Regions from separate parts of the Mus musculus genome. Here all the other regions are linked to region 2. The links are chromatin contacts, called in public Hi-C, HiChIP or PLAC-seq, Micro-C and promoter capture Hi-C maps. All regions are on one chromosome and are shown on one strand. Each heading gives the region's core, a stretch centred on a gene start, on an enhancer-like site or on the middle of the called end of the contact. The rest is flanking DNA. Distances are from core to core; before and after follow the strand shown. Region 1 overlaps Rapgef5 (Rap guanine nucleotide exchange factor (GEF) 5). Region 2 holds the start of Sp8 (trans-acting transcription factor 8). Region 3 has its middle 53 kb from the start of Gm5441. Region 4 holds the start of Rapgef5 (Rap guanine nucleotide exchange factor (GEF) 5). Region 5 overlaps Rapgef5 (Rap guanine nucleotide exchange factor (GEF) 5). Region 6 holds the start of Tmem196 (transmembrane protein 196). Region 7 overlaps Rapgef5 (Rap guanine nucleotide exchange factor (GEF) 5).

The links. Promoter capture Hi-C pulls out the DNA fragments that hold promoters and counts their contacts. Hi-C and Micro-C count contacts between places; a contact is called where the count stands out from the background. HiChIP or PLAC-seq counts read pairs in DNA pulled down with a chosen protein or histone mark.
Region 1: an H3K4me3 HiChIP or PLAC-seq map of stem cell-derived neural progenitor cells shows a contact between it and region 2, with 3 times the contacts expected there. The contact joins the enhancer-like site here to the promoter of Sp8 in region 2. A contact is called at or near these places in 3 of 39 promoter capture datasets (embryonic stem cells, hippocampal neurons and liver) and 3 of 115 datasets of contacts at active chromatin or transcription factors (embryonic stem cells, large pre-B cells and stem cell-derived neural progenitor cells).
Region 3: a contact with region 2 is called in a Hi-C map of stem cell-derived neural stem cells, with 3 times the contacts expected there. The contact joins the enhancer-like site here to the promoter of Sp8 in region 2. A contact is called at or near these places in 6 of 39 promoter capture datasets (embryonic stem cells, hippocampal neurons, liver and 2 more), 3 of 15 datasets of contacts at CTCF or cohesin (embryonic stem cells, large pre-B cells and pro-B cells), 34 of 484 Hi-C or Micro-C datasets (B cells, LSK cells, adipose-derived mesenchymal stem cells and 22 more), 9 of 115 datasets of contacts at active chromatin or transcription factors (astrocytes, bone marrow-derived macrophages, embryonic forebrain and 5 more) and 4 of 9 other capture datasets (embryonic stem cells, embryonic tail, liver and 1 more).
Region 4: an H3K4me3 HiChIP or PLAC-seq map of embryonic stem cells shows a contact between it and region 2, with 5 times the contacts expected there. The contact joins the promoter of Rapgef5 here to the promoter of Sp8 in region 2. A contact is called at or near these places in 4 of 39 promoter capture datasets (embryonic stem cells, hippocampal neurons, liver and 1 more), 5 of 115 datasets of contacts at active chromatin or transcription factors (embryonic hindbrain, embryonic stem cells, pancreatic cancer cells and 1 more) and 3 of 9 other capture datasets (embryonic stem cells, embryonic tail and embryonic trunk).
Region 5: a contact with region 2 is called in a Micro-C map of embryonic stem cells, with 8 times the contacts expected there. The contact joins the enhancer-like site here to the promoter of Sp8 in region 2. A contact is called at or near these places in 6 of 39 promoter capture datasets (embryonic stem cells, liver and pre-B cells), 1 of 15 datasets of contacts at CTCF or cohesin (embryonic stem cells), 14 of 484 Hi-C or Micro-C datasets (differentiating embryonic stem cells, embryonic stem cells and stem cell-derived epiblast-like cells), 8 of 115 datasets of contacts at active chromatin or transcription factors (embryonic stem cells, pancreatic cancer cells and stem cell-derived epiblast-like cells) and 1 of 9 other capture datasets (embryonic stem cells).
Region 6: a promoter capture Hi-C map of hippocampal neurons shows a contact between it and region 2, with 4 times the contacts expected there. The contact joins the promoter of Tmem196 here to the promoter of Sp8 in region 2. A contact is called at or near these places in 6 of 39 promoter capture datasets (cranial neural crest, frontonasal cranial neural crest, hematopoietic stem and progenitor cells and 3 more) and 1 of 9 other capture datasets (adipose tissue).
Region 7: a promoter capture Hi-C map of liver shows a contact between it and region 2, with 3 times the contacts expected there. The contact joins the enhancer-like site here to the promoter of Sp8 in region 2. A contact is called at or near these places in 6 of 39 promoter capture datasets (embryonic stem cells, hippocampal neurons, liver and 2 more), 2 of 115 datasets of contacts at active chromatin or transcription factors (embryonic stem cells and stem cell-derived neural progenitor cells) and 1 of 9 other capture datasets (embryonic stem cells).

The regions. Positions count from the first base shown.
Region 1 is chr12:117,743,992-117,746,691 of GRCm38.p6, forward strand. It overlaps Rapgef5 (Rap guanine nucleotide exchange factor (GEF) 5), which reads left to right. Exons shown (of 26, transcript NM_001373989.1): 23 at 182-269. Among named protein-coding and RNA genes, the nearest start is that of Cdca7l, 99 kb to the right of the region's middle. Within about 2 kb of position 1,285, at least 30 of the 459 cell types and tissues checked have an H3K27ac peak or open chromatin away from gene starts, as enhancers often do.
Region 2 is chr12:118,845,835-118,848,534 of GRCm38.p6, forward strand. It overlaps Sp8 (trans-acting transcription factor 8), which reads left to right and starts at 1,399. Exons shown (of 2, transcript NM_001379379.1): 1 at 1,399-1,507; 2 at 2,545-2,700. The coding sequence starts at 1,487.
Region 3 is chr12:117,388,580-117,391,279 of GRCm38.p6, forward strand. No RefSeq gene overlaps it. Among named protein-coding and RNA genes, the nearest start is that of Gm5441, 53 kb to the left of the region's middle. Within about 2 kb of position 1,407, at least 12 of the 459 cell types and tissues checked have an H3K27ac peak or open chromatin away from gene starts, as enhancers often do. A contact at or near this core is called in adipose-derived mesenchymal stem cells and stem cell-derived neural stem cells, where this site is marked.
Region 4 is chr12:117,532,671-117,535,370 of GRCm38.p6, forward strand. It overlaps Rapgef5 (Rap guanine nucleotide exchange factor (GEF) 5), which reads left to right and starts at 1,258. Exons shown (of 26, transcript NM_001373989.1): 1 at 1,258-1,563. The coding sequence starts at 1,348.
Region 5 is chr12:117,682,772-117,685,471 of GRCm38.p6, forward strand. The region is part of intron 9 of Rapgef5 (Rap guanine nucleotide exchange factor (GEF) 5); the gene reads left to right. Among named protein-coding and RNA genes, the nearest start is that of Rapgef5, 150 kb to the left of the region's middle. Within about 2 kb of position 1,395, at least 17 of the 459 cell types and tissues checked have an H3K27ac peak or open chromatin away from gene starts, as enhancers often do. A contact at or near this core is called in differentiating embryonic stem cells, embryonic stem cells and stem cell-derived epiblast-like cells, where this site is marked.
Region 6 is chr12:119,944,742-119,947,441 of GRCm38.p6, forward strand. Tmem196 (transmembrane protein 196) reads left to right here and starts at 1,386. Exons shown (of 5, transcript NM_001294154.2): 1 at 1,386-1,879. The coding sequence starts at 1,733.
Region 7 is chr12:117,552,965-117,555,664 of GRCm38.p6, forward strand. All of the region lies in intron 1 of Rapgef5 (Rap guanine nucleotide exchange factor (GEF) 5), which reads left to right. Among named protein-coding and RNA genes, the nearest start is that of Rapgef5, 20 kb to the left of the region's middle. Within about 2 kb of position 1,282, at least 30 of the 459 cell types and tissues checked have an H3K27ac peak or open chromatin away from gene starts, as enhancers often do. A contact at or near this core is called in liver, where this site is marked.

The sequences.
Region 1 (2,700 bases), core at 35-2,534, 1.1 Mb before region 2:
TTGCCTAGATTTCCTACCCTAATTAGTGGGTTTATTCTCCAAGGAAACCTTTATCCACTTCATTCTTAGGAAGAATCTATCTGCGTCAAATCATGTTCGAATTGTACAGCAGACATAGATTGAGAATTGCTTCTACGGTACATTGATTTTTCTTTTTCTCTGTGATCTCCTTGGTTGGCAGGATCCTTCCCTAAACCACAAAGCCTACAGGGATGCGTTCAAAAAGATGAAGCCACCAAAAATCCCTTTCATGCCCTTACTGCTTAAAGGTAATGATTTCCCATCTGTTATGGTATGTGATGCCATCTTCTAGAAATGTTTCCTGTCTAACTACAGCAGAGAAGTAACAGGACTCTCACTTAATATCTTATAGTAGCCTCAACCTTCATACTTCCATATTAGCATGGAATTGTTATTCAAATGCCCAGTTGGTTTTTTTTTTTTTAATGTCTGGAATGCTTACTTGTACTTGAGCAGTGTCAAAGCACTGTCACCAGAAACTTGAGTGTTTAAATTGCTTTGTTTCTAAGCCCTGTATTATTTTCTTTAATACCATAAAACACTTAAGCAAGAATAAAGCTATGTAAAGAGCCCAGAGAGAAAGCAGTGTCTGCATCCAAGTTTCAGAAATGTCAGCACACGGTGTACTGTGTGTGAGAGATCCTGTCGTTCAACAGGATGTATGCATCAGAGGAAAATTGCTGCTCGAGAGTATTTGTTCTGTCTCTGAGAAGTGGGACCTAGCTGGTGTTGACAGCCCAACCTTGACCACCGAGCTCTTTTCTGCCGAGCACACACAAGTCATGTGACCTGTCAATTCCACTTGCTGACAGCTGAGTGATCTGTCGGCCAGCATCAGTGGGAGGGAAGTCTATAGAATCTGGCCTGAACTCCTGACCTTCTGTGCTCCCCAGGGAAAGGGAATGGGGAGAATTTTCCTTGGCCACATTTTAATTGTTTCAAGAGGTTTTTATAGAAATACACCTTCATCTGCCCTCTGCCTCTCAGAGATACTGCATGCACAATCAGGCCCCATTGACTGGCCTCATAAGTGATTCTGGAAAGGAGTCCCTTTGCTGACTGGCCTGGCCATCATCCTCTGCTCCCCCACTTCCGTCCTGGTTAAGCTGCCACTCCCTCTTCTGCTGGTCCTGGAGGACTGAGATGTCGGTGCCTCTATGAGTACAACATTAGTCTTCATTGTGAAGCTAGAATTGCTGTGGAACAGGGAAGCAGCATTTGGATAACTGCACTAAACCTCCAACTGTTAAAGCCTTTCTTCTCATGCAGCCTCTGCCCCTCTGTCATTTCCTCAGCTTCCTGTTCACCAGTCCCTTGTGTACTAAAGCTTCCTGCAGCCACACTAGCATTAGACAAACATGTGCACACACACCACATATACTAACACATATATACCTCATACACACACTCAGTCACACTCACACACTTACCCAAACACACTCATACACTTACACTCACTTATACCCACTCACACACTCACAAACTCATAAACACATTCACATACACTCAAACATACATACTCGCACACGCACACACACTTACATACACCCACATATTCATTCACACACACACACATCCACACACACACTTACATATACATACATGCACATATACTCATACACACTCATATACTCATACACACTCACACACATGCACACACTCACATACATATACCTACACACTCACAAACATACACACACACACATATATGTACATATATACTCATACACACTCACATACTCATAAACATACACTCATATGCACACACAGTCATACACATTTACTTACACACTGACATTTACACACACACTGACAAACATACTAACACACACCTATACACTCAGACACTCACATATACACACACACATATACATACACTTACATGTACTCACACATTCACATAATAATAAACATACACTCACATATACATACACACACTCACACATTCACTTACACACTGACATTTACACACACACACCTTAGTAGAGCAACCATCCCACCTGCTGCCATCAGTTAGTCCTCAGAGAGCTTAAGGGGAGAGATTGAAGCAAGTAGGAAGACATGCAGGAAAGAATGTGGGGAACAGTTACAAGTTGCAGGGGCACCATGTGTGGCAGAAGCTAAGCAGGCCGACTCTAACTGGAAGCAAGAGACCTAAGGGTTTTCATAGCCTGAGGTCCATGTCTGAAGGATCCACCCTCCCTGCAACTGATTCCTACGCCGTCACAACAGCATAAGTATGGCTTAGCTGTGACTGTCTCTTGAGCCCTAGTTTCTCTGTAGCCACCTTAGAAAGCCTTTGTGAGGACAAAATGGATAGATTCAGGTAAAACACTTGAAGATATGCCTGAAAATACTGTCACTGGACATCACCATACTTGGGAGCACAGAAGAGAGGACATACCAGCTGCTAAAAGGAGCCTGTGATTTGAAGTTCTCTGTGAGGCCAAGCTTCTAGGCTTTATTAATGGTAGCCAAGGGAGTGCAGAGTTTAGCTTGCTGTGTACAAAGTGTAAAAGCTAACTGTGCCGACTACTCATTTTTGAAATCTTGCAATGAGGTTTTTAATTCAAAACCATGAACGATAGTAAGAGATTGTGTAATTAATTGTATAATTACAATCCCGTAAGTGGCAGTTTACAGAACTCTACCTAAAGGACAAAAAGCTCATGTCACTAC
Region 2 (2,700 bases), core at 149-2,648:
GGTAAAATAGGAATTATTGTGGTTTTAAAATGCATGAATATTCAACAAGACTCCAAGGACTAGATTTTCTCCTTTCATACTGGTACTGGCCTTTTTGTGGCTTAAGAATTTCTGTTGTGGTGACCACAGAATTGTAATGACATTTCTGAAGGCAACTAATAATAAAAATAGCAAGTAAGTGACTAAAACGCAGAGAATTTGAAGTAAATGCGCATGATGACTCGAACGCACTGGTAGATGGCTTGCTCAAACCATAGATGCTCCTATAAATGCAGCCCGAAAAGCTCACCTCCATTCTTACATAAATAGTACCAACAGATTTCAGTCATTCTGATTTTTCTGTCAGAAAGGCACAGTGGGGTTACCTGAGAAAACTTATAAACTGGGTAAAATGCTCCTCAATTTCTCATCCAATGGGAGAAAAACACACCCCCTCTTACTCCTCTTTCCATCTAATCCTTTTGTAATTTTACTGCATGCCAAGGGGCAAACACACCTCCTCCAGGACGTGCACTTCCAAAGCTTGAATCCCACCTCTGGTAGAGGGTAAGGGCGGCCAGATCTAAGTAAGGACTCAAAGGCGCAGGCGCACACTTGCACCATATCACTACCCCCTTTCCAATCTTTCTATTTGACCGAAACATCAGGAAATGGAAGGTAAGTATCAAGATTTTCTTCAAAACTATACTGAAAGAGTCCAGGAAGCTGGGGGGGGGGGGTCACTCCTTTTTTTATGTTCAAAGGGCAGAGGAAGTTAGTAACTTGAAGATAGGACTTGGGGCGTTTATTTACTGGCCTCACTCAACTTCGCAGTTTCTCTATCCAGACCGCCAATCTCTTAGGCACGTACACTTTATTGTATTGTTTCGGTTCCCTACCCCTAGCTTTGGTGCTCGCGCGCACGCACACGTCGGTCTTCCCTCTCGATCGCGCGCACCCACTCTCCACCTACACCAAACGGGTGCACGCCTCTCCACACCCGGGATTGAACGTACTGTCGCTCCTGACTCCCTACGGTAGAAGGACTCAGTTACCTTACACACTTTCCAGCTCTGTCCCTGACCCCTTTTGTCACACACGTAGTTACTCGGCCCGCTCTCGGTGGTTGTACGACCACTCTCTGCCCTTGCTAGGTCACGGTTTTTGCGACCCTGCCCAGTTACCCCTCCGCTTTCTACACTGCTCTCTCCGAGGTGGGTCACACTCGCGATCATTTTTCACGCGCGCGCACACGCACACTCTGCGACACTCGCACCCCCACACTCCCGCCGGCGCCGATGACCTCACGGCGCGCGCGCCGCGCGGCCCGGCGAGGCCACAGATTGGCTGGCCGCGCCTCCGCGGCACTTCAAAGCCGGAGAGGGAGCTACAATTGTGGCGGAATGGGCGGAACTGATCATTGTATTGCACACCTCTAAAAAAAACACTGCCTCTGATTTATCAATATAAAAAAGATCCTCTGAGAGGAGGAGGGCGCTTCTGTGTGATGGCAACTTCACTTCTAGGGGTGAGTCTCAGGATCTTCTCTTGCTGGTTTAATTAGTTTCCTTTTATTGCCTATCGGAGGGGGTTAAAGTCGCCCCGGCCAGGCCACGGGCTATCAGTCTCTCTATTGAGAGCCACCACCACCCCCCTAAATACAAGTGAGTTTAGAAAAAAGAAAGGGGGGGGGGAGGAGGCAGAGCCACTTTTTTTTTTTTCAGCACAGGAAAGGTTCGTAGGGCATTGAGACCCGCCACCTCGCAGAGCCTGGCCGCTCCCTGCTCGGGAGAACTGAGCATAGCCCCTAATACACTCGACGATTTCGAAGGGGAACGCGAGTAAGTTTTTCCCTCCTGGGCATACTGCAGATTCTCCCCCTTCCCCTTAATATTTTTCCTCAGCCCGGTTTGTATTGCAGGTACGTTGAGCTCGTCTTATTTCTACCATTATAGAGAGATATATATTGAGAGAGAGAGATGAAGGGGGTGGAGAGAGAGAGAGAGAGAGAGAGAGAGAGAGAGAGAGAGAGAGAGAGAAGAAAAAAATGGAAGAGCGAGTAATGGAAGAGCCGGGGAGAAGCAACTAAGGATGGGTTGAGGGGGATCTGAAAAGAGTTTTCAAAGCTCTCTTGGGATTGCAGTGTAGTGATCTTAAACGCAATCCAGAAATTTCCCCAGGTTGTAAGGTAAAAAGGAAACTTCTCCCTCCCTAGTCTGGATTTGGACTTTCTGTTCGTTTGATCGAAAGCGTCTAGGGCTTTGTGAACACAAGAGTGCCGTCTTAGTTGAGAATTCTTGTTAAACTCTTCTTTAGCGTGGCGCTTTGCTCCAGAATCAGACGCTCGCCGCCAAACTTGTCCCCTCCTGTAGAGTAGGAGGCAGCCGGGCGCCGGGGCAGCTGGGGGTGCAGGGTAAGTTGGTGGCAGTGTGCAGCAGCTAGAGATGGGGAGCAGTGGGGCGTCTGGAGGCTACCAGGGGACTAATACACATTTCTTTCCTCCCTCCCCCACCGGCCCTTTGCCCACTACCCCTCCCCCACCCTTCTTCTCTGCTCCGGTCTCAGGAAGAACCGAGGTTGGGATCCACTCCTCTGGCCATGCTTGCTGCTACCTGTAATAAGATCGGCAGCCCCAGCCCGTCTCCCTCCTCCCTGTCGGACAGCTCTTCTTCCTTCGGTAAAGGCTTCCACCCTTGGAAACGCTCCTCGTCTTCCTCCTCC
Region 3 (2,700 bases), core at 157-2,656, 1.5 Mb before region 2:
CACCAGTTCTAGCTGAGAGGCCAGGTATTGCCCGACTTGGTTCATGTTTATGCCTAACATCCATGTGTCGTTCCTCCCTAGACAGTCCAAACTGCATCTTTGTTGGCTACTCATTGACTTAACACACATCCATTACCTACCATCCTGCCTCTATTATGGCTTATACTGATTGTGCCCACCTTGTCTCTGTTCCATAAGGAGTACCACCTAACCTTACCACACCAGAATTAGGTTATTTTTCATGAGACCAGAAGCCCCAGTTCCATCATACGGCTCCACAAAGGGCCCTGTGCAGCTGGCTCATTCCCAGCATGTATTTCAAAGCTTTTATGCATGACAGTTGTTTTAGGATGGTTTTCATGTTGACAGTTACAGAAGCACAATATGAAACTTCCAGAATGATCCTTGTCCTCCCACCCCCCCCCCCCCCCGCCACCACCACCAGAGGAATCCACTGAATGGAAGCTCAGCACTGTATGAACCCATTACGACACACGGAGGTATATGGAGATGTTTGAGGGATGCTAAGGGGGTTGAAAAGCTACACAGTCAGTTTATTTTTCCATTCCTATTTGTCACAGCTGTATCTAATGGGAACGTCCTGAAGCCAGAACCACTGCTTGACAAAGATCCAGCAAAGCTGAGCCCAGTGACACAATTGCTGTTGAGTGGTCTTCCACTTTCGGTCTTGAGCTCCACCTGTTGCATGCTTTTAATACTTGTACAACGTGGGGTACCAGATTGATGGAAAGTCTCTTATGAATCATGCCTTCTCCCAGGACTACTGCTTCTAAGCTTCCCCAGGAAAGCCCTGAGCGTACGACCCCTCCCACTTTTAGGGAGATATTCTTAGCAGGCCTTACCTGAAGGTTTTAATTACGCCCTGGAGGTTGTAATTCAAAATAAAGATGCCAAAGATTTCCTTAGGAGGCTCTGACTCCAAGATACTCTCAAAACTTCTGAACCTGAAATTAGGAACAAGATAATCAGGACAAAGTAAACTTTAAAAAGTAGACAAGATTCGGCAGGCTAGAGGGGCTGGCAGCAGATCAGATTAAAAGCCTCTTCTTACTATACACTCTGACCACTAAGAGTTAATAACACACTGCTTGGGACATGGCAATCTGCCCAGGCTGGCTTGGAGATTTTCTTTCTATCTAGTGCCCTTGAAACCACAGGATTGTTAAATATTGGCTTGTGGGGTTGATGAGGGAAAGTGATTGTAAAAGATAAACCTGTTCCATCGCTGTATATCAATGATGACTAAACTTATGACCAAGAAGAAGCTAAAGCATGTCTCCAGGGACAAAGATGATATGATGGATATTTCTGGAACAACAGAAATCTGGCTCTGCCTACTGAGCTCTGTATAAATAAAGAAGCATTCTGGGTGCCGGTCGGTCACTCGGAGTGATGCAAGATGTCTGACTCACTCCCCTTTGCCCAGTCCTTATCTCCTCTGTGGGACCTGACCATTACCAGGGCTGGCCCCCAAGCACCTATTCCCTTGAGCCTTTGCAGGGAGGTTCAGTCTGACTCTAAGTTGCTGTGATGGGCAGAACAGCTGCTGTGGAATGATGGCCGCTAGTCAGCTGGCTGTAAGGTGATTATCCTGGAAGATGCAGGTGGTCCCAATATAATCACAGCCCTTTAAACAGAGAAGATGGAGGTGAGAGGACAAATCTTTTAAGTTCAGTCTTCACTTGGAGAACCTGACCTAAGTTTGAACGCAGTTAAACTATCAGTCTGACACCTATCATTGGTTTCCAAGTTGCCCTCCAACAAAACCCAAGCTTAGCTCCAGTCTCTAGGCTAATCCCCAACAAGACCAGCATCTCCAGGTTACACCCTCAACAAGACCAGCATCTCCAGGTTACACCCTCAACAAGACCAGTGTCTCCAGGTAATTCCCCTAACAAACTTGCAGCTCCGGGTTACAAGCCCACCCCCTGCCTAACGACTACCAATGCAGAGGTGAGCAGAAATTAAGTTTATGATATGGTTCCCAGCACCAGCCAATTGTGTTAAAGGCCACAATAGCTTTCCAATGAGATGCTTGCACACCTACCTCCTGCTTGCTGCTTACTATAAAGCCTTGCCCTTATAGATATTCGGGGCTCCCCCATCTCCAAAACAGTCCTGTGTGATGGTGGTGCACTGAGGGGCCTGAGCTAGCTCGAATAGAATAAAGACCCTGCTGAGCGTTGCATCGGATCAGCTCCTGTCTGGTTTTTTTTTTTTTTTTTTTTTTGGTGGGGGGATCACTACCCTTCCCTGGCACTACAACGAGAGGAGAGTCAGAACCAATGTATTGTCACACTACAAGATCCAGTCATACCTACTGTCAAGCTCAGGTTTTAAATCAATGCCATAGCCGGACTTTAGGGTTCACATATCAGACTTTAGGGTTCACATATCAGATTCCAAATCTCGCTTTTTCCCATGAAAATAAATTTTGTCTTAGGAAGTTTTAGTGAGTTACTGACATGTGTTTAACAGTCAGCGCTACTAAAAAAATAAATAAATAAAAAATAAATTCCTGCTGATTGGCTGGTCTCTAACTTGGGAATGCTCTCACCATGGCTCATTTCCAGCTATCAAAGAGGATCGTGGAATTTGGGGTAACCTAAATCTGTTCTGAGACCATGGTCACTCAGAATGGCTGCAGAATAAACTCTCTTATTCCCTTTAAGATGACAG
Region 4 (2,700 bases), core at 8-2,507, 1.3 Mb before region 2:
GCTCATTACTGACTCCTTCTCAATAAATGTACATAGGTTAAGGGGACAAAATGTAAGTCTTCTGCAGTAAGCGGACAACACAAATTCTATTTCCCCCGACTTCTTCATTATGACATCACCCTTCTCTAACAGGACATAGCCTCCAGGTCCAAAGGCTCCCTCTGGCCCTATGTGAGCCACCTAAGAGTTTGAAATCACAATTTCAAATCTCCTTGAAGGGCTCTAAGCTTTAAGACATTGTGTAAATTTCTTGGCCTGGCTTAGGTTGCTCTTCCCAGGAGGTTTTAGTATTTACATTCACTTGATAATTAGCAAGAGTTTAGGGACTACCTGATTTCCTCTTAGTATTTATCTACATCAGGCTGAATTTCCCTTTTCTTAAGGGCAAGATCTCCACTCTCCCTACTCGGCCACATTTCCCGTGTGCACTTGGCCAAACATCTGCTGTGTGAGATAGTAACCTTGTCAAGGATCCTTACTTGTCATTTTAAAGGTTTTTCAGATCTTTGGCGGTCATAGGTAAAGAGTGGGTCTCAGCGTCCTAGTGCTGAGGGGTTAAAGGCCTTGTTGAAGATTCACAACCCCTTGGAGTTGAAGGCCTTCCTGGAATGGTTTCCACTGAGCACTCCACAATTCCTACCTCCTGGAATTGTATAAGCAGTGATTCATGCTGCGCTAAGCCTTTACAGTTTACCAAGCACATTCACCAGACACAGAAGGCTTCCAGGGAGGTCAGGTTCCAACATGTCAACAGAGATTCATCTTCGGGCCACCAGACTTGCACCTATTTTACTAAGCACCCATCAAACCCAACTAGTTTTCTCCGCTCCCCCTTTTATGAGGAGCGCGCCTACCGACCACTGAGTGGGCAATGTTGTCCCAAGAAACCAATTCTGAACATTTTCTAGGATACCGACTGTGCTGTGGGGCTAGGCTAAGCGCCGGAGGGAGGAAGACCTCTGAGCCTTCTGGGTCGCAGTCCAGGCCACTCCTGGCTGGAGCAAAGGGACTTTTTAGACTCGGGGGAATGGGTCCGGGAGGAGGTTTTTGGGAATGGCGCACCTATGCAGGCTCAGAGCACTCGCCGCTCCAGGGCCCCTTCCGCGGGCGGTGGGAGTGTCTCAGCCGTCCGGAGGTGAGCGGCGGGGCGGGGCGGGGAGCACCTGGGCGGGGCCGGGGCGGTGCGCGGGGCCGAGGCTCCCAGCCGGGCGCGCGCCAATGGGCAGCGGCTGGCAGCGCGTCCCGCGCCTGAGCCGCAGTCGCGCCCTCTCGCTGCCTGGCGAAGGCGCGGAGGCGAGCGCGGAGGAGAGCAGCCGCGGGCGCCGCCGCAACCGTCAGGGCATCAGGATGGCGGTGGGCTCTGTCAAGATGCAGCCGCCTTGCGAGAGTCCGGCCCTGGCCTCGGCGGCCCCGGCCGATGGCCCTCTGCGCCGCAGCCCGAGCGCCCGGGAGCCGGAGCGCGAGCCGCCCGCCGCGTCTCTGCGGCCGCGCCTCAGGGACCTGCCTGCGCTGCTGCGGAGCGGGCTCACGCTGCGGAGGAAGCGGAGCGCCGCCGGCGCCCGGGTGAGTGGCCCGGGCGCGCACGTGGAGCCCTCGACTGCCCCGCGGGCCCGCCACGCCGTGGCTGGAAGTTGGGGAGGTGGCGGGACTCCGCTGGAGCGGGGCCTGGGACGTCGGGGTTAGGGGGCGCCCCTCGGGCTGCGACGGCCACCCTTCCCCCTAGATGCACCTGAGCGCACCCGGGCGCCGGGGCATCGCAGGAAGAAGGGCTGTTTGCTGCTTTCTGTGGGGAAGCTGCAGGTGTCCGGTGACTGAGTCAACCAGCCCCGTCTCACAGAAAGTCTTAGGCCTCCCGCAGGTCCTGTTTGCAGGTGGCCTGCGACGTGCGTGCTTGTTTTGGAAGACTCAGCAGTGTCTGGGCGTCGGGACTGCCCTGGCAGCCGCCACTGCTGAGGGGGAGACTTAGGAGTTGGAAGAGCTTGGGTGAGCTGCTAGCGCTGGGAGCACTCAGTACTCCGGGACGCCCCCTAGAGCGGGAGAGGGTCGGACCCCCGGGAATCTCAAATATCGACTTTCTGATGGTGTGTTCAGATATGACTTCCTGGTGAAGGAGCATTCCTTGTGTTGTAAGTGCATCTCACGACCTGAGCAGGCCAGACATGTTTTTTATGTTAAAAGGAGGGCCTGCTTGTCATCCTGGTGATCCTCAAGCCACTCAAGAAAGCCCCAGTAAGCTCTCACTGACTTCCTTCCTACTCAGCAGAGCTTGGGAATACCTTGGTACATCCTACTCATACTTTTTTTAAAAATTATTTTTTGATTATTATGTAGTATTTACTGAAAAATCGTAACAATGGTGTGATTTTTTTTTTTTTTGACTAGAAGTCTTAGTTATATGTCATGAAAGGAGACAGTAGTTGGAGACTCACAGCTCCTGTGATGTTATTGGCTTGCGGAAACCTAAGGGCTGAGGAAGCATTTGTTCTGTCGTGGCTTCCTATAGATGGGCAAGGATCTGAATTGCTACAGTTCTTGTTCTCCAGGCTGTGTTTTCCCTTTCCTAGGTATTTTCTTCTTCGGTGCTACCTTAAAGGATTGTTCTTAGGATTCTCTCATGCAATTAGATAATTTTTAAGTCAGCCACCAGGAAAGTTTTAGAATTGCCCACACAGTAATCATGGTTTTTTAATTCACGTTACA
Region 5 (2,700 bases), core at 145-2,644, 1.2 Mb before region 2:
CATTACTCCTCAGAGTCCATGCCACTGGCTTGGTCCTCTGGTCCTCACTCCAGGATGCTGTCCCATTTTCCTTGAAGGACTCGTTGTCTGGCTTCTGCCTTCCCGTCATACTCATACGCCTCATGCCCCTCTATCACTGACAGGAATGCCTGACACTTAACACCTTACCAATAAGTGCTTTTTCTCCAAAACTCCATTGTGCCATCTCCTTTATCACTCTAGTTCCAGGGCAGCATGAGACCCTGTTAACCTCATCAGAGACCACCTCCAGGACCACCCCTGCAGGTGACTGAATTGGCCTCATTGCTGTTGTGTACGCATCTTGAGACTTCATGCTCTAGAAGGGGATCCTAGAGAAAGAGTTACAGGAAGGTACTCCGGGATTTGACCTTGGAAAGATCCCAAGGAAGTGAGGCTTTGCTCTGGATTACTGTCTAGAAACTAGGGTAATTCTGTGACTAAGTCTTATCCTCCCAACAGAGAATGCAGGCTAGGGCAAAGAAAGAGCAGCAGGTAGCAGACAGGCTTTGGGGGATTTTGTGGGTTGAACAATATTCATTCTTCATTCGGATATAATAACTAAAAGGCTGCATTTTTGTTTTGACCCGCTGTGATTATTTAGTGACATTGTCTGCTGTTGATTCCCTACAAAATCGTGTAGAACAGAACATTAAGGTCTGGTTGTAACTGCCAGCTCAGCTCCCATGTGTCAGGGTCTAAAATTGTGGCTTGGGGCAGCACAGGGCTTTTTCTTTCTTACTCAGCTGTCAAGGGCAGCACAGGGCTTTTTCTTTCTTACTCAGCTGTCAACACAGAATACTTTTGTGACCAGATATGTGTGAGGGGGTCCCCTACCAACCAGAAAAATGGTCAGTTCTGTAGTGATCTAAGCTCAACTACCCATAATTCAACTGTATATGACACTGTCTACCAGGGAGTAGCATCAGACCCTGTAGGCTGAGCCCCAAAGTTTGATGCCAATCAGGAGCTTCAGGCTGTTTTATCCATGCTTCTGATCTATTGGCTGTACATTGGCGTTTCCACAATCTACCCCTTTGGTTCCAGTCATTTTCTAAAGTGGCTTCAGAACCCAGGAGATACATTTACCAGTTTATTGTAAAGAATATTTTAAAGGACACAAATGAACAGCAAAGGCATATGTCCTAGGTACAACTGCTTTCTGTGCAGCTGGGATGCACTGCCTTCTGGACAGGTGGATGGACCCTCACTCACTTTCCCAGAAACCCTTGAACTCGGTCCTTCATACCGAGTTCCTTATGCATGCATAATTGATTAGGTCATTGGGCCTTGGTGACCACTAAAACCTTTAGGGATGAGGACAGGGGCAGTGAGCCCTCTGAGCAGGTGGTTGGTTTCCTTAGCAACCTGGCCTCCTATGGTGGGGTTATTTGGTGACTTTCCCCACTGTGACCTCATTAACATAAATTCCAGTTGGGCATGTGGAAAGGGATTTGTTTTAAATGAAAAAAGTTGCCTTCTTCCTTTGTAATTCTGGACCTGTTCAAGCTGCTTCAAGGGATCAAGGACAAGAGGCTAAAAGCTCAAACCAAAGACGCTTTTAGTGCACTAACCACTTAGGAAGTTGTCAGCATTGTAGTAAATCTGGAACCTAGGACCCAACCCAAAGTACTGGTGTCATTCAGGGGCCTCTGTCCCTCCCCTTAGTCTTCACTACTCAGAACTGTGGAGCCTTTGCTCCCTTGAATAAAGCCTATGCTGTTAGCCCATGTGGTTGATGGTCAGCAGCCCTCAGTTTTCACAATGGATCTGCCCCTTCAGACACTCTGTGATGAAGGGCTATTTTCCTGATGTGCCTGATCCCTGGGTCCTCTCCCCACCCTGGCTTCTGATAGCTCCCTGTGTATTCCTTACCCTGGATGGGCTTCATCAGTCACTCATTTCCGTTAAGGCTCCTAAGCACTTAGAGCAGCAAGAAAGTCATAAAACCACAAATGTCTTTTCTAGCCTCAGCAGTTCACAAAGCCGCCGGGCAGTCTTTCTCTTCATAACTGGTTCGTCCCCTGCTGCATCCCTGAGGCCACTTTTCCAGTAATGTCTTATTTAGGCTACCAACCTCACCACACACCCCTCCTCCAGAGGCTGCCTCAGTACCAGTGTACTAAGAAACCATTGCATATGATCTCTCCAGCTTGTTTCTGCTTCACTGAGCTGTCGGATTCTATCTGAAAGGAAGAGGACTCTGTTGTAGCCTGATCCTGCATTTGTGTTCTGTGTTCCTACTCAGCAAGGGCCACAGTGTCTTCAAGCTCCCCAGCCCTACACATTGAAAGTCTCAGGTTGCCCTGAGACTTCCACACCATCTCCCTCCTTTCCTTAACACTCCTCCGTCCCACTCCCCCTCCCTCCCTTCCCCCCTCCTCCCTTCCTTCCTCCTTTCTTCCCTCCCCCTCCCTTCCTCCTTCTTCCCTCCCTCCCTCTCTCTTCCTTCCCTCCCTCCCTCCCTCCCTCCCTCCCTCCCTCCCTCCCTCCCTCCCTTCCTTCCTCTTCTGCCTCCTCCCTCATCTGTGAATTAAATGTAAAGTTTCAGAGCTTTCTTTACCACTAAGCTATATCCCAGGCCCCCTTTCCAAGCTTCAGTCAGTGTTTTGGTCCTTGCCTCAGGTTGGCTTGAACATGTGATCCTCCTGCCTTAGCTTCCAGAGCACCTGGGCTATGGCT
Region 6 (2,700 bases), core at 136-2,635, 1.1 Mb after region 2:
ACTGACACTCCTGGGGCAGAATTAGGGCTTCTGTTTCCTCACATTGGTTCTTGAAAATAAAAAATGCGTCATGTAATCCCAAAGGAGCTTACTGTGTATTTGTCTGCATGTGGGCAGAGGCAAAGATGCCCTCATATTGTGGTCCCCTTTGTCTATATTTCCCTTCAACGCATCTCTAACTGAAGAATAAGTTCTTGAGAAAGATGGTTGATGAATCCATAACTCAGAACTCATCCAGAAAATTTTCAGTAGAACACCTTGAGATGTTTCCTGGGGGGGGGGGGGGGATCAGTAAAATATAAGCAATTCCACTATATCTAGGCTCCCAAAATTCACCAGAAAGAGCAACAAAATCACACAGCCCACGCTTGAGTCCCTGCCATAATGATTCAGAATTGAAGATGGTCAAAATCAGTTTTGTACTAGGTCAGACTTTTTCTCTGTTTATAAGTAATGCTTGTTCTGGTGTAGTACTTAAGTGTATGTATCTCAACTGAAATGAGATAACAACACAGGGTCTCTGTAAGCTGCTTCTGACTATGCCTCTCAGGTATGTAGCTATCAAGGAAAATATGCCTCCAGCAGACAGCTTCTTCCCTCTAGGATAAGAAGGTACAAAGTAGTGATAGCAGAATGGACCCTCTCTCTTAAAGAGCAGGCTCCAGTCTGGGCTCACTGATATAAATGAGTCCTCCAATGAGGGTCCGCTCAAATCTTTGTATAATCAGGGGTCTGGCTTCTTTCTATTTCCGTGCACTTGGTTTTCCTTTGCTCCTGAACCAGAGAAAAGTACATGTAGAGGAAAGTTTTGCATAGAATGAGCCTATATTGATATAAGGACCAGGCATAGCCACCCCTCCTGTCTGAGGCAGAAACCCAAGAGGAATTGAGTAGAGGAGTAACGAGTTTAGGATACTTAGGTTGGGTGCAGGGGCGGGGCGAATCAGAGGTCAGCCAAGAGTATTGGTCCTAGACCCACAAATACATCAGGATTCTCCCTCCTCCGTTAGCCTCCTAAACCCCAATGAGGTCATAGCAATGAGAGAGAATCAGATTCAAGAGAGGGGGGAGGAAGAGGACAACAACGGGGGAAAAAAATCCAGACGGAAAGAGGCCATCAGACAAGGTCGCTTTTTCTGGCGACACAGCAAGTGCTAGGAACGTGGTGCTGAATACCATCCACCCGCTCTGCCTAGAGACCTAGAGACTCACAGAAGCACTTTGCGCAGACAGGAAAACAAAGGAGGGAAGGCGAGAGGACAGGCGGAGAGGAGTTGTAAGCAGCTCCCCTTTATTACTAGGAAATCAAGCTTGGTTCCTCCGCCAGGAAGAAGGGAGCCAGAGAGGTGCGGAAGGCTCCTGGGGGCGCAGAGCAGAGACACGGCAGAACTCTGGACTGCGCCTCCGACACTGGCAAGGCTTCCGATCCAGAGTCCGTTCTCCAGAGCCTGGCTCCTCAATAAAAGCTTCTGGACTCCCACCCATCGCTCAACAGTCCCTGTGTGAACCCGCCACGGGCTGGATTAGCTGTCTTCTCTGGCCAGGCCCACGGAAATGGTTCTCTGGTTCTGAAAATCCAGACCTTGTGGATAATGTTTTGCTGGTGAAGAAAGAAAAGTTTGAGGAGCTGGACTGTGGTAGGGGGCGGAAGGGGCTGAGGAGGACTTTGGAAGAAAGAAGGTAGATGATCAGCTTTCATCTCTGAGCTGGAAGGAATGATGACCCAAGGAGAATGTGCACCAGCGGCCAGATCATTGGGAGCCTTTTGGTGCTCTCTGTGCTGGAGATAGGGCTGGGGGTGTCCAGCGTGGCCGTGGGGGCGGTCAGCTTCAGCCTGGCTCTCCGAGAGCACACGCCGCAGCTCGGAGACTCGTCCCCGGTATGGAGCGGGGTGTGTGTACGTTGAGCCATTTCACTCTCTCTTTACCTCTTTTCGGGGATGGTCAGTGTGTGCGTGCCTTAGTCACTGTCTCCTGGGAAAACAATATTATAATACTCCTCTGCCTGTAGGTTCCAATTGACAAGCTCTGCTGGTTTATATTGTCTTTTTGTGTATTAGGGAAGCTTTTTTCCTCTTCACTGGATTTAAAACTAAAATGAATGGCTTTATTTAAACTTGAGGGGAGGAGGGTCAGTTTGAGGATTCTGCAAGACTGACCAGTGTTAGTCTTTACAGGGTTACACCTGACAAGGGCAAACTCACTTGTTTATGTCTTTTACTGAAAATGTTACATCATTTTATTGTACAAAGAGCAAGCAAGGGGTAGTTATCTGTTTATATGTGGGCAGTATGCTCAAGGTGCACCGATGCAACAGTGATATGACCAAAATGGAAAGTGAGCTGAGCCTCTGAAAGGTCTGAGGAAAGATGAGCATTGTCTCAGAAAGCACTGCTTTCAATTTGCCTTGCTACCTTTCTCATACTCACTTCTGAATATTCTGTTGTAAGTTCAAGGCCACCAGTTAAACAAACAGCAGTAAGAAATGTAATGCCATCCTAATGGTAGAGTAACTCACTTTAAAGTGTGCTTATCTACTCAGAAAACAATATTGGGTTTTTTTTGGGGGGGGGGTTGTTTTGTTTTGTTTTGTTTCAGGTCAGGGGCAGACCTAACAAACATTTTGTTTGCTCATGTAGGAAGAATTGCAAGGAAGCCACCAAAATCAATAAAATAACTACCTGATAATGAAAAGGCGCTC
Region 7 (2,700 bases), core at 32-2,531, 1.3 Mb before region 2:
CATATTTCATTGGCCAGAGCAACTTTCATGGTGTTATTCATTGAGACACTGGGAGTGTCATCCTTTCAGAGACCATGAAGCAGAAGAAAAGCAAAATATTAGTATTATCTCTCTCACTTGGAGCTGAAAATATAGAAATGAGTAAGGCGTGAATCCGGTCCTCGGTGGCTCAAAGCCCTGAACAGAGAAACGTTGATAGTTCTATGTCTGTTTTGCAAAAAGGTGCATGTTACACAATAGATAATAATCACCCTAGTGAGAAGACAGAGTACCTTGAGAGCTCGGGAACCTACCTCTTTGTAATCGGCAGTAAAACTGTAGTGTGGAGGAGAAATGAGAAAGAGCTTGGTCTATTAGAGAGAGGGTCTAGGTCTGTGTCACTGGTGAGGGTGGGGTGTGACTTGTTTATATACATCTAACACTTAAAATAGGAACTTGTGATAGACTCTAAGAAATAGGCTTACTTGTTCTTTGAGACCTGGAGGCAGAGAAGCAGCCTACCAGCCTGAGAACCGATCTGCTAGCACATGAAGTGTACCGCACTCACTATTGTTTTGAGGAAGCCTTGCTAAAAATACTTTACTGAGCAATTACGCTACTGACAGTTCTTTGATCTGAAAAATTAGACTTGCTGTTGCACTATGAAGAGAACAAAGCCACTTGTAAAATAGCAATCAAAGTTAGTTATTAGGCAACGCAGGTTGCGGAGACAGCTCTCTGGCTTGCTCAGTGTCTGACTTACTTTACACTGGGATGGAGGTGAGAACTTTTTTGGAGAATGTACTTTATAAACAAAGGAGACGGTGTCTCCTTTGGGTCAAATGCAGCCATACTCTTGTCTTATTGCACTGCTGTCCTCCTGCTGTCCTTCTTGCCAATCATGCTGGGCATGCTCCCACTCCAAGGCCTTTGTTCAGTGCCTACCTCTCTTACTTCACTAGCTATGGGTTGCCCAAATGTCATTCTTCAATGGAAAATGCCAGGCTTCTTGGCCACCCTGTTTAAGATTGTCTTCTCGCTCTTGCCATATCTGATGCCTATGGCACCTTCATGTGTAAGCAATGAAGGCTTAGTTTCCTTCTTTCCTTTAGCCCCCCTCAATTGTCTTCCACCAGCTCGTATAACTTCACTCTGCACCATCAAAATAAAGCTGCTCTTCACAATGCAGTCGATTTTGTGATAGAGTAAATTTAGTTTTATAAATAAGTTCCCTCCTTGTCCTCACACTGCACCTGCCCAGGGCCAGCCAGCCTTCTCTTCCGGGTTGATAAGTCCAGTTGATAAGATCACTGTGCACTTTGTGGCTGACCCCTCTCCCCTATCATCTTGAATTGATAAGAACAATCAATTCTATTCTTTCAACACCAATACGTATGTCCCCACCAACCCTCCTCTCCTGTGTTTCTCAGGTGACTAGTCTGTTCCGGGGGCCTGGTGAATTGGAGACTCTTCTGTGTGCACACTTTCTTCTTTATACTTGGATCTAGGGTGAGGCAGTTAGAGGAAGTCTTGATTTCAAACATGAGAAACTGAAAATCACGGAAGAATGTTGTGATGTGTGCAGGTCAGCTTCAGAGTGATTGGAAGGCTGTCAACAGGGTTCAAAGAGGCAGGAACAAAGTCAGTTTCTAGGGAAAAGGATAGATATGGTGATGCCCAACACTAACAGTGGAACCAGCCAGCACTCACCAGCTCAATGACTGTGAACTGTGCTTGACTGCTCTGTGCTTCCAAAGACAGCCTTGAGTAACAATTGAGTGCTAGTGTTTGTAGAAAGTATTAGAACAGTGATTGGGAAAGAACAAGCAATAGATCAGAGTGTAGTCAGTACACATTGCTCAGTGATCTTGTGTCCATACAGTTGGCCCTTGGTTTAGGATGGCTTAACTTAAAAGAGGTTTTCACCTACCGATCATGTGAGAGTGAAACCACATTCAGCAGAGAGCAAAGTTCATATTCTGACTGTGGCTCTTTTCCTGGGCTAGCAGTGCAGTGTTGAAACTTTCTCACTGCAGGGTTCCAGTGTCACAGCACTCAATTATCCATGTGATCAGATAGGGAGTCAGCCCACACCTCTCAGCATACTGTGTGGCTGAGCTAGGATGATCAGAAGGTTAGGTACATTGAATGCAGCTTAGACATAGGATATTTTCACTGGATCTGGAGATCCATGGTGAGGAGCCCTGTATGTATGAACATTGCCAGTGCTACAGAGTACATGCCAAATGGCCCCTCACTGCAGGTATACCCACATGTCTGCTTTTCCCCACAATGGCTCCTTGGATCTTTTTGTTCAAGGATTTTGGTTGAGTTCTTCATGATCTCTAGAGGTGGGCTCTAATTTTCTTCTACTACTATATCAGTTAGCTTTCTATTGCTGTGATAATACTACAACCAAAAGCAGTTTGGGGAAGAAAAGTTTATTTTGCTTACAGTTTATAACCCATCATTGAGGGAAGCCAGCAAAGTGTTCGAGGCAAGAACCTGGAGGCAGGAACTGAAGCATTAGCTCTGGAGGAGTGCTGCCTGCTGGATTGCTCACCATGGCTACCCTTCTTGTAAAGCTCGGGACCACCTGCCTAGGGATATTTCTGCCAGCAGTGGCCTGAGACCTTCCATATCTACCAGTCATCAAGAAAATGCTCCACAGACTTGCCCACAAAACTGTTGGACAGAGACAGTTCTTCACGAGACTCCCTT